Linked DNA regions of Ovis aries: region 1 is linked to region 2. A link is a contact called in public Hi-C data. All regions are on one chromosome and are shown on one strand. Each heading gives the region's core, a stretch centred on a gene start, on an enhancer-like site or on the middle of the called end of the contact. The rest is flanking DNA. Distances are from core to core; before and after follow the strand shown.

Evidence for each region. Hi-C and Micro-C count contacts between places; a contact is called where the count stands out from the background.
Region 1: a contact with region 2 is called in a Hi-C map of hypothalamus, with 3 times the contacts expected there. The contact joins the enhancer-like site here to the promoter of DCPS in region 2. A contact is called at or near these places in 2 of 16 Hi-C or Micro-C datasets (hypothalamus and tail adipose tissue).

The regions. Positions count from the first base shown.
Region 1 is chr21:27,807,528-27,810,974 of ARS-UI_Ramb_v3.0, reverse strand. All of the region lies in intron 1 of KIRREL3 (kirre like nephrin family adhesion molecule 3), which reads left to right. Among named protein-coding and RNA genes, the nearest start is that of KIRREL3, 11 kb to the left of the region's middle. Within about 2 kb of position 2,139, at least 11 of the 54 cell types and tissues checked have an H3K27ac peak or open chromatin away from gene starts, as enhancers often do. A contact at or near this core is called in hypothalamus, where this site is marked.
Region 2 is chr21:27,106,815-27,110,606 of ARS-UI_Ramb_v3.0, reverse strand. DCPS (decapping enzyme, scavenger) reads right to left here and starts at 2,274. Exons shown (of 6, transcript XM_012101890.5): 1 at 2,047-2,274; 2 at 169-343. The coding sequence starts at 2,247. LOC114110110 (a long non-coding RNA gene) reads left to right here and starts at 2,029. Exons shown (of 4, transcript XR_009597829.1): 1 at 2,029-2,120.

The DNA of each region.
Region 1 (3,447 bases), core at 890-3,389, 700 kb before region 2:
TTTAGACAATACATTCTTCTACCATCTAGGAGGTCTGTGGAGAAGGCAATGGCACCCCACTCCAATACTCTTGCCTGGAAAATCCCATGGGCGGAGAAGCCTGGTAGGCTGCAGTCCATGGGGTCACTAAGAGTCGGACACAACTGAGCAACTTCACTCTCACTTTTCACTTTCCTGCATTGGAGAAGGAAATGGCAACCCACTCCAGTGTTCTTTCCTGGAGAATCCCAGGGACGGGGGAGCCTGGTGGGCTGCCGTCTATGGGGTCGCACAGAGTCGGACATGGCTGAAGTGACTTAGCAGCAGCAGTAGCAGTAGGAGGTCTGTGATGTGTTACCGATCTCTTTGTCCAGCTCATTTTCTTGCAGGTACTAGACAGATTCCTTGGGTTGTGGTTGGTGGCAGCAGCAGTGGCCATAATTACGGTGGTCAGGATGACAATGATGATAATTTAGTGTGTGTATATGACCTTCCGCAAGCGGTGCTTCATTCACCGCCGTGATAGCAGTGAGAGTCATCTACTGTCATAAACCTCGGAGCGGTTCGGCTGATGACTGCATTGGCTCCCCATCCAGCTGACTGTGTGGTCCAGAAGCCTTGGCGCATCTCAAGATGCTGGTGGATCCACATCAGCAAAACGGACGGATGCAGGAGAAGCTGCTAAGCTGGAGCCTGAGATGAGCCATGTTCTTAGAACCTGTGTGAGTCCTCATTGCCCAGGCACAGAGAAGGGCGTTGGGGGTTCCTTATGGAAATTGGGAAGCTAACCTTTGAACAGTGACCCCAAGTTGCAGCTCTCTCCCTTGTTTTTACTCCAGACTCTTCCTGAGTTGATCCCTTCCTTTGTCTGACCTTCAGTGTTACCTTGAGGATTCAAGGTTTCCAGTCCCCTCTTCCCAGGGAGAAATGATAGGTTGGCCTTTTGGGCTGAATAGCAACCAAGGAGATGCTACCTAGGAAACTCCTTTGTGACTGTTTTGACAAAAGCGAAAGCAAACACAAGGCAGGTGCTTTTCTTAGCTGGTTGATTAAAACCTCCATTTCTTTTATAGCCTGTGTGTCACATACTACTCAGCACTTAGGAGGTGAATGAATATTGAAATACTGAAGCATGGACTTCCCTTGCAGTCCAGCAGTTAAGACTCCATGCTTCCGCTGCAGGGAAGCGCAGGTTCAATCCCTGGTCAGGGAAGTTCTGCATGCCACGAGTGTGGCCAAAAAAATGGAATGTGAGAAAAAGTGAAAGAAAGAAAAAGCAGTCCCTCTGACACCCCCACTTCACCACACACCAGAGCAGAAGCTGAGACGCCCCCACAGAGGACAGAGGAAAGACCCTGAGAGTTTAAAGTATGGTCTTGCCCCATAGGAAGCTCTTCCTCTCCCAGCAAGGCCTTGAATGGCCATCGGGTCACCAGGAACACTGCCAAGAGAAATACCCTCTGGCAGCCACTGACCCCTCCCAAGAAACAGTCGGGCCTTCTGTTCTCTCCTGCATGCCAGTCCCCATCTCTGTCAGCCGCCTGCACGCGTCACAGGTGTCACAGCTCCGGTGTGACAGGCCACCTGTCACCTTTGGCGATGCTGGGAGCTATGACAGCTTCAGAGTGGCATGGGGCCGGGCTGGCTCATCATGCAGGCGTGCAGGGAACAGGAACTTGACTTGTCTCCTGGGGACCCGTCCCAGTGCCGCACAGGGAGCGACCGCCTTCCTTCCCTGCCCCAGTACCCTGGTCACAGAGAGAGAACAACTGCCAATTAATCTCCCCGTGGCTTTGTTCTCTATGTCCGAGGGCCCGCACTTTTCTATGCCTTGCTTAAGGATGCTGGCGTCTACCCCACGATCACAGGAAGTGTCATTCTTTGGGGAGCTGGACTCTGAAGCCTTTGTCTTGCATAAGACACTGGGTCCGTGTGTCTGGTGCGGAGAGGGCCTGTGTTTGTCTTAGGACCACATTGGTCAAGAGCTGTTGGAACATTAAATAGAAAGTTTGGGGATCTTAAAAACCAGGTGAGCTATGCAGTTCCTACATCTGCCTGATGGTGGCAGCAGCAGCGCTTGCAAAGCCCAAGAGTGAGCTGAGAGCAGGCGGCCCAAGGCCATCCCTTAGTACCAGGAAGAGAGGCTCCCAGGCCAGGGTAATAGGGCCCCTCTCTGCCCCGGGCCACCGGGCTGGGGCAGCTGAGGGTGGGCAGAGGGCATGGGAGGGAGGAGCAGACTTTCCTGGGAGCAGAGGCTCCCCAAGGAGGCTCGCTTCCTTTCTCCTCTTTCTGATGGATAAGAGGGCAGAGTGCTAAGGGGGATGCATGCCTGCGTGAAATGGCAAGAGGTAGGTGGGCACAGTTAAAACTGCTCAAGAGGCTTGGAAGAGCTACAGAGAGAGGGAGTGAGAGAGCTCTCAGCTAGTGAGGTCTGTCCTGGGGGTGATGGGTGGGCTAGTCCTCCCAGGCAGGCGGCTGGCAGCCAGGAATCCTGCTTCTCCCCAGGGGAGCCCATGCTCCTCTCAAGTGTTTGCCCCTTTAATGATCCAAGAGCCAGTATTTCTGCTGCTGCTCCACTCTGCTGCCGAAAAAGCCAAACAAACATGCTCAAATTAGTCCTCATTATCCCTGATCTCCTGGGCAGGCTCAAGAGGAGTCACACTGTTTTTACCTCTGGACTGAAACAGTCACCATTAAAAAATTGCTGCGAGCCATGGCTGCTTGTTTGAAAGTGTGTCTTTCTGGGCAGGGTAACCAAATCCTGACGTGGGCACTGGTAGCTGATGCCCTGTGCTCTGTCTGAGGGAAGTGGAGGGGTCCTCTTGGTCCCAAGAACTCCTGGTCTCTTCCTTTATCTTCTAGGGGGAGGCAGCTGCCTTGTTTGCCTTTTGAGAATTACAAGCAGGATGGACCAAAGGCTCCGGGTCAAACCACATACATCATAAACTAAGATAGTGGGCTGTGGGATGACAAGTTATCTTTTGAGCATCCCTCACCAGTCTCCTCTGTGTAGCCTGAGGGGCTGGTGGAACTGGCCATTTATGTTGCCTGAAATTGTCAGACCTTGCGTGGCCGACCATTAGGTTTCAGTTGCCAGTGGGATTAGATGAGGTTTGCTCAAGCCCGAGCAGCCTCCCACACCTGAGTCACCACCACCGTCCCTCGCTGCTTTCTCAGGAGCCAGGAGAGCTGCCATCTGCCCAGTCCTCACTGCCTGTCTTCCTGAGGGTGGGAGAGGTTGCAGTGGGGTTGGGATGAGGTAGGATGCTCTGTCCATTCTACTAACAGCTCCGCTGGCACATGGCAGTGAGCATCTCATGTCAGAGAAGAAAACCATTGGCATAAGGTTTGCAAAACCTCATTTGAAACTGCAGATTGGATGCTAACACAGGTCAGAGAGGAAAAGCAGAGCTGTGTAATTTGAGAATTTGCTAAAAAATAATAGAGGTAGCTCTCTTCCCCACACGA
Region 2 (3,792 bases), core at 1,025-3,524:
CCAGTTCTGACAACCAAAAACGTCTTCATAGAATGCCAAGCGTCCCCTCATCCTTCCACATGGGGCCACTGAAACTGGAACACGTAAGTCTGTAGTGGAGTGGTCATTGTTCCCCTATTTCCCCACCAGCACTCTGCCCACAGCCAGCCACCTCCACTCCCATCTTACCACTGAGTTGCCTTGGAGGAAACAGGTGATAGGTGCTGTAGATATCATTGGAGAACTGGAGCTGGAGCTCAGGACTGCCCTTCAGGAGCTGGGCCACCTGGTCCACCTGGAATGGTGTCTTCTCTAGGATCACAACAGCATCCTCCCCATCCTCGTCCCCAGATGCCTCATTCACCTGTGGGGGAGACACCATCAGTGGGCCCAGAGGCAGAACCACAGGGGCGGCCTGGAGAGCAAACGTAAACACTCCCAGGGCCTCTGCAATCCCAACACTCGGGGTTTCCTTCCCTGCAGTCTTCCTTCTGGGGAAGTCTAGCCAAAGGTACTCATGTTTCCTCTCCCACAGAAGATGTCTTCTCATCAGCCCAAATCCTTGTGGCATCCTTCTTCTGAAAGATGCAAAGCTTCTCTGCTATCTTCTCTTTTAGGCTCACAAGGCCTCTGTCAAATTCTCCCCATTTTACAGATGAAGAATCTGAGGTCTAGAGAAGATTAAGTGACTTGCCCAAAGTGACACAAACAGTCAACGTTGAAACAGAAAGTAGAATCTCTTGGGTATCCCAACTAGCTTCAAGCTCAAAGATTCTCTTGGTTAAAATCTTCAGCAGGCACCACAGACTGAAGACAGGTAGGCTCAGAGAACCAGACAGAACCTTGCTAAAACACAAGAGATGCAGGGATTTCCCTGGTGGTCGAGTAGTTAAGACTCCGGCCCTCCAATGCAGGAGGCATGGGTTCCATCCCTAGTCAGGGAACTAGGCTCCCGCATGGCCAATGAGACACAGAGATGGGCTCAGATGCCTCAGGTTCCCCCGAGCTCAAAAGGGAAAGCCCTTGCCAGGAGTTCTGGAGAACCCTCTGACGGCCTCCTCACTAGTTCTTGGGGTGGTCTTTGGTCTCTCCTGAGTCCCTGCTAGAAAGCTGAGCACATAGTATTTGAGCCAGCGGTGTCTGCCTACTGGAAGATACTGTGCATTCCTGGAGATCAAAGATGGTAATTCTCATCAATGCTGGCCTGTCAGCTCATGACATGTAGAATTGGACCAGCAATTGAATAAACTGTCTCCCCTGTTGGGGTGGAGTCCTGTAGAGCAAGGATCAAACCTCCCACAGTCTCTATGTCACTGCCTGGGGCCTGGATGAACAAGACCATCCAGCAACATATACTAGCTTCTGACAGAGGATGAGATGGTTGGATGGCATCACCAACTCCATGGACATGAGTTTGAGCAAGCTCTGGGAGTTGGTGATGGACAGGGAAGCCTGGTGAGCTGCAGTCCATGGGGGTCACAAAGAGTCTGACACCACTGAGTGACTGAACTGAATTACCACCTTACAGTAAAGAATCTGCCTGCAATGTAGGAGAGGTGGGTTCCATCCCTGGGTTGGGAAGATCCCCTGGAGAAGGGAATGGCAACCCACTCCAGTATTCTTGCCCGGAGAACCCCTTGGAGAGAGGAGCCTAGTGGGATACAGCCCATGGGGTCGCAGAGTCAGACAGAACTGAACGGCTAACACTTTCACTTTCACTAGCATCTTACAGGTTCAAAGAATGAACGATGAATGCTTAGGGACTTCAACATGTGGTTTTTAATCGGCAATACACTCTACTGGTGTTAGTTCTTTATTTTAGTAAAAGAGGAATTAGGAAATTTAGCCCTACGCGTGTTAATTCCCTTAGTTAATTTCACGGATAATCTTGTCCCTTCCACCAACCAACCCTCCGATGCATTTTAGTACACTCTGCCTCCCCCGACGCAGGAAAGCGATTGGTATTTTCCGAAGAATCTATTAAAAAAAAAAAAAAAAAATCCGCCTCCGAGGCGACGATTGGGTCACCCGCTTCCATATCCCCTCCCCAGAACTGCCTATTGGTACCTTCCCGTGCAGGAAAATGATTTTGTCCCGCGCAGACTCCCTCAGCACTTTTTTCACCCTAAAGCCGGAGAAAGGTAAGCGGACAGGGGCAGAAGTCCCATTCCCAACGCCCGCTTGCTCTCCCTCTGTGCTGGATGCCTCCGTCTCCTCGGCGTCCAGTTCGCGCTTTCTCTTGCTCTGAGGATAGGCTAGCTCCGCCATGCTGCCGGGCGGGAGGTGTGCGCCTGCGCAAACCTCACAAGCTGCTCCCTCCTCCGACAGGGGTGGCGACTACAACTCCCGACGTGCTTCGTGCCCAGAGCCGGGGGCTCTTCGGCGCTAAGGAGCCTAGGAGCTCAGATTCCTGGGACCTGCTCCCATCCAGCGTTTTAATTCGGGTTTACTTGTCCTTGATCCCCTTGTGCTGGCCCGCCCTCGTGGAGGCCGGTGCTGAGGGAAGAGAGAAGGCAGTAGGTCTCTAGCTAGAGACACTGCCGTGTAAAAATTCTATTTATAATTTCTCTGCAGCATCTGTAAAGGGCCATCACCTCAATGAAAGGCCAACTACCTAGAAATTTTTTTAAAAGCTGTCCCACTGGAGGAAACAAAAAATAGGAAACTTATCTGCCTCAACATCTGGCTCTGGAGAGAAGGGGGAAAAACAAAAATCCTGAAAACTTGTAATCACAGGTCAATTTCCATTCAGGTTTAGAATTTAGATTCATACTGCCTACATGATCCAGGAATTCAAACTGAAAAATCTATTTCAGCCAGGTTTTTAGTCTTCACCTCTTGTTGTTGTTTAGTTGCTGCATTGTGTCCGACTGTTTGCAGCCCCATGGACTGTAGCCCTCCAGGCTCTGTCCATGGGATTTTCTAGGCGAGAATACTGGAGTGGGTAGCCATTCCCTTCTCCAGGGGATCTTTCCCACCAAGGGATCAAACCCATGTCTCCTGCATTAGCAGGCAGAATCACCAGGGAAGCTCACCAGTAACAGACAAAAAGTATAATCTAAAAATAACTTGTAGTTCCCTCTGCAGTCTGGCAGATCCATCTCTTGCTTCAACAGTGCTTGGACGGAACAGACCCAGGGATGGCCCTCGCTCCAGCCTCCCACCACCCTCCAATCTTTTTTCCAGTGGCAGCCTTCAGAATCAGTCACTCAGCTGTCCACGATCACCAGGACCAGCCAGCACCATTTTTGGAGCTTAACTCCTTATTACTGATCAACCGTGAGCTCCCAGATTGATCAGAGTTACGCCACCGAGGTGGTGGCCGCGGTCAGCCACTTACACTGCGGGCCTTCTACACCTCCCTCTCTCTGGGCTTCTGTTTGGACTGCAGCATGGTGGCTCTGGAGGGTGTGGGCCACTTCTTTTGCAAATCGTCCAAGGAGAAGCGCGAGGGTCCTCAAGCATTTCTTGAAAATGCCAAGCCAGCGCAGCGGCTGCACCCTCTTCCTGGAGGTGCAGAAGCTGTCTCAAGAGGAGTGGGGGTAAAACCCAGGACGCTATTGAAGCTGCCCTTCTCCTGGAGACGAACCTAGAGCAGGCCATTTTGGATCTGCATGGCCGGGTTCTGCCCGTGCAGACCCCCACATCTGTGACTTCCTGGAGAACCACTCCCTAGATAAGGAGGTGAAACTCATCAAGAAGACAGGTAACCACCTGACCAACCTTCACAGGCTGGCTGGTCCCCAGGCAGGACTGGACGAATATCTCTTCAAAAGGCTAACCCTCAAGCAAGACTAGGAACCTCTGGAACCC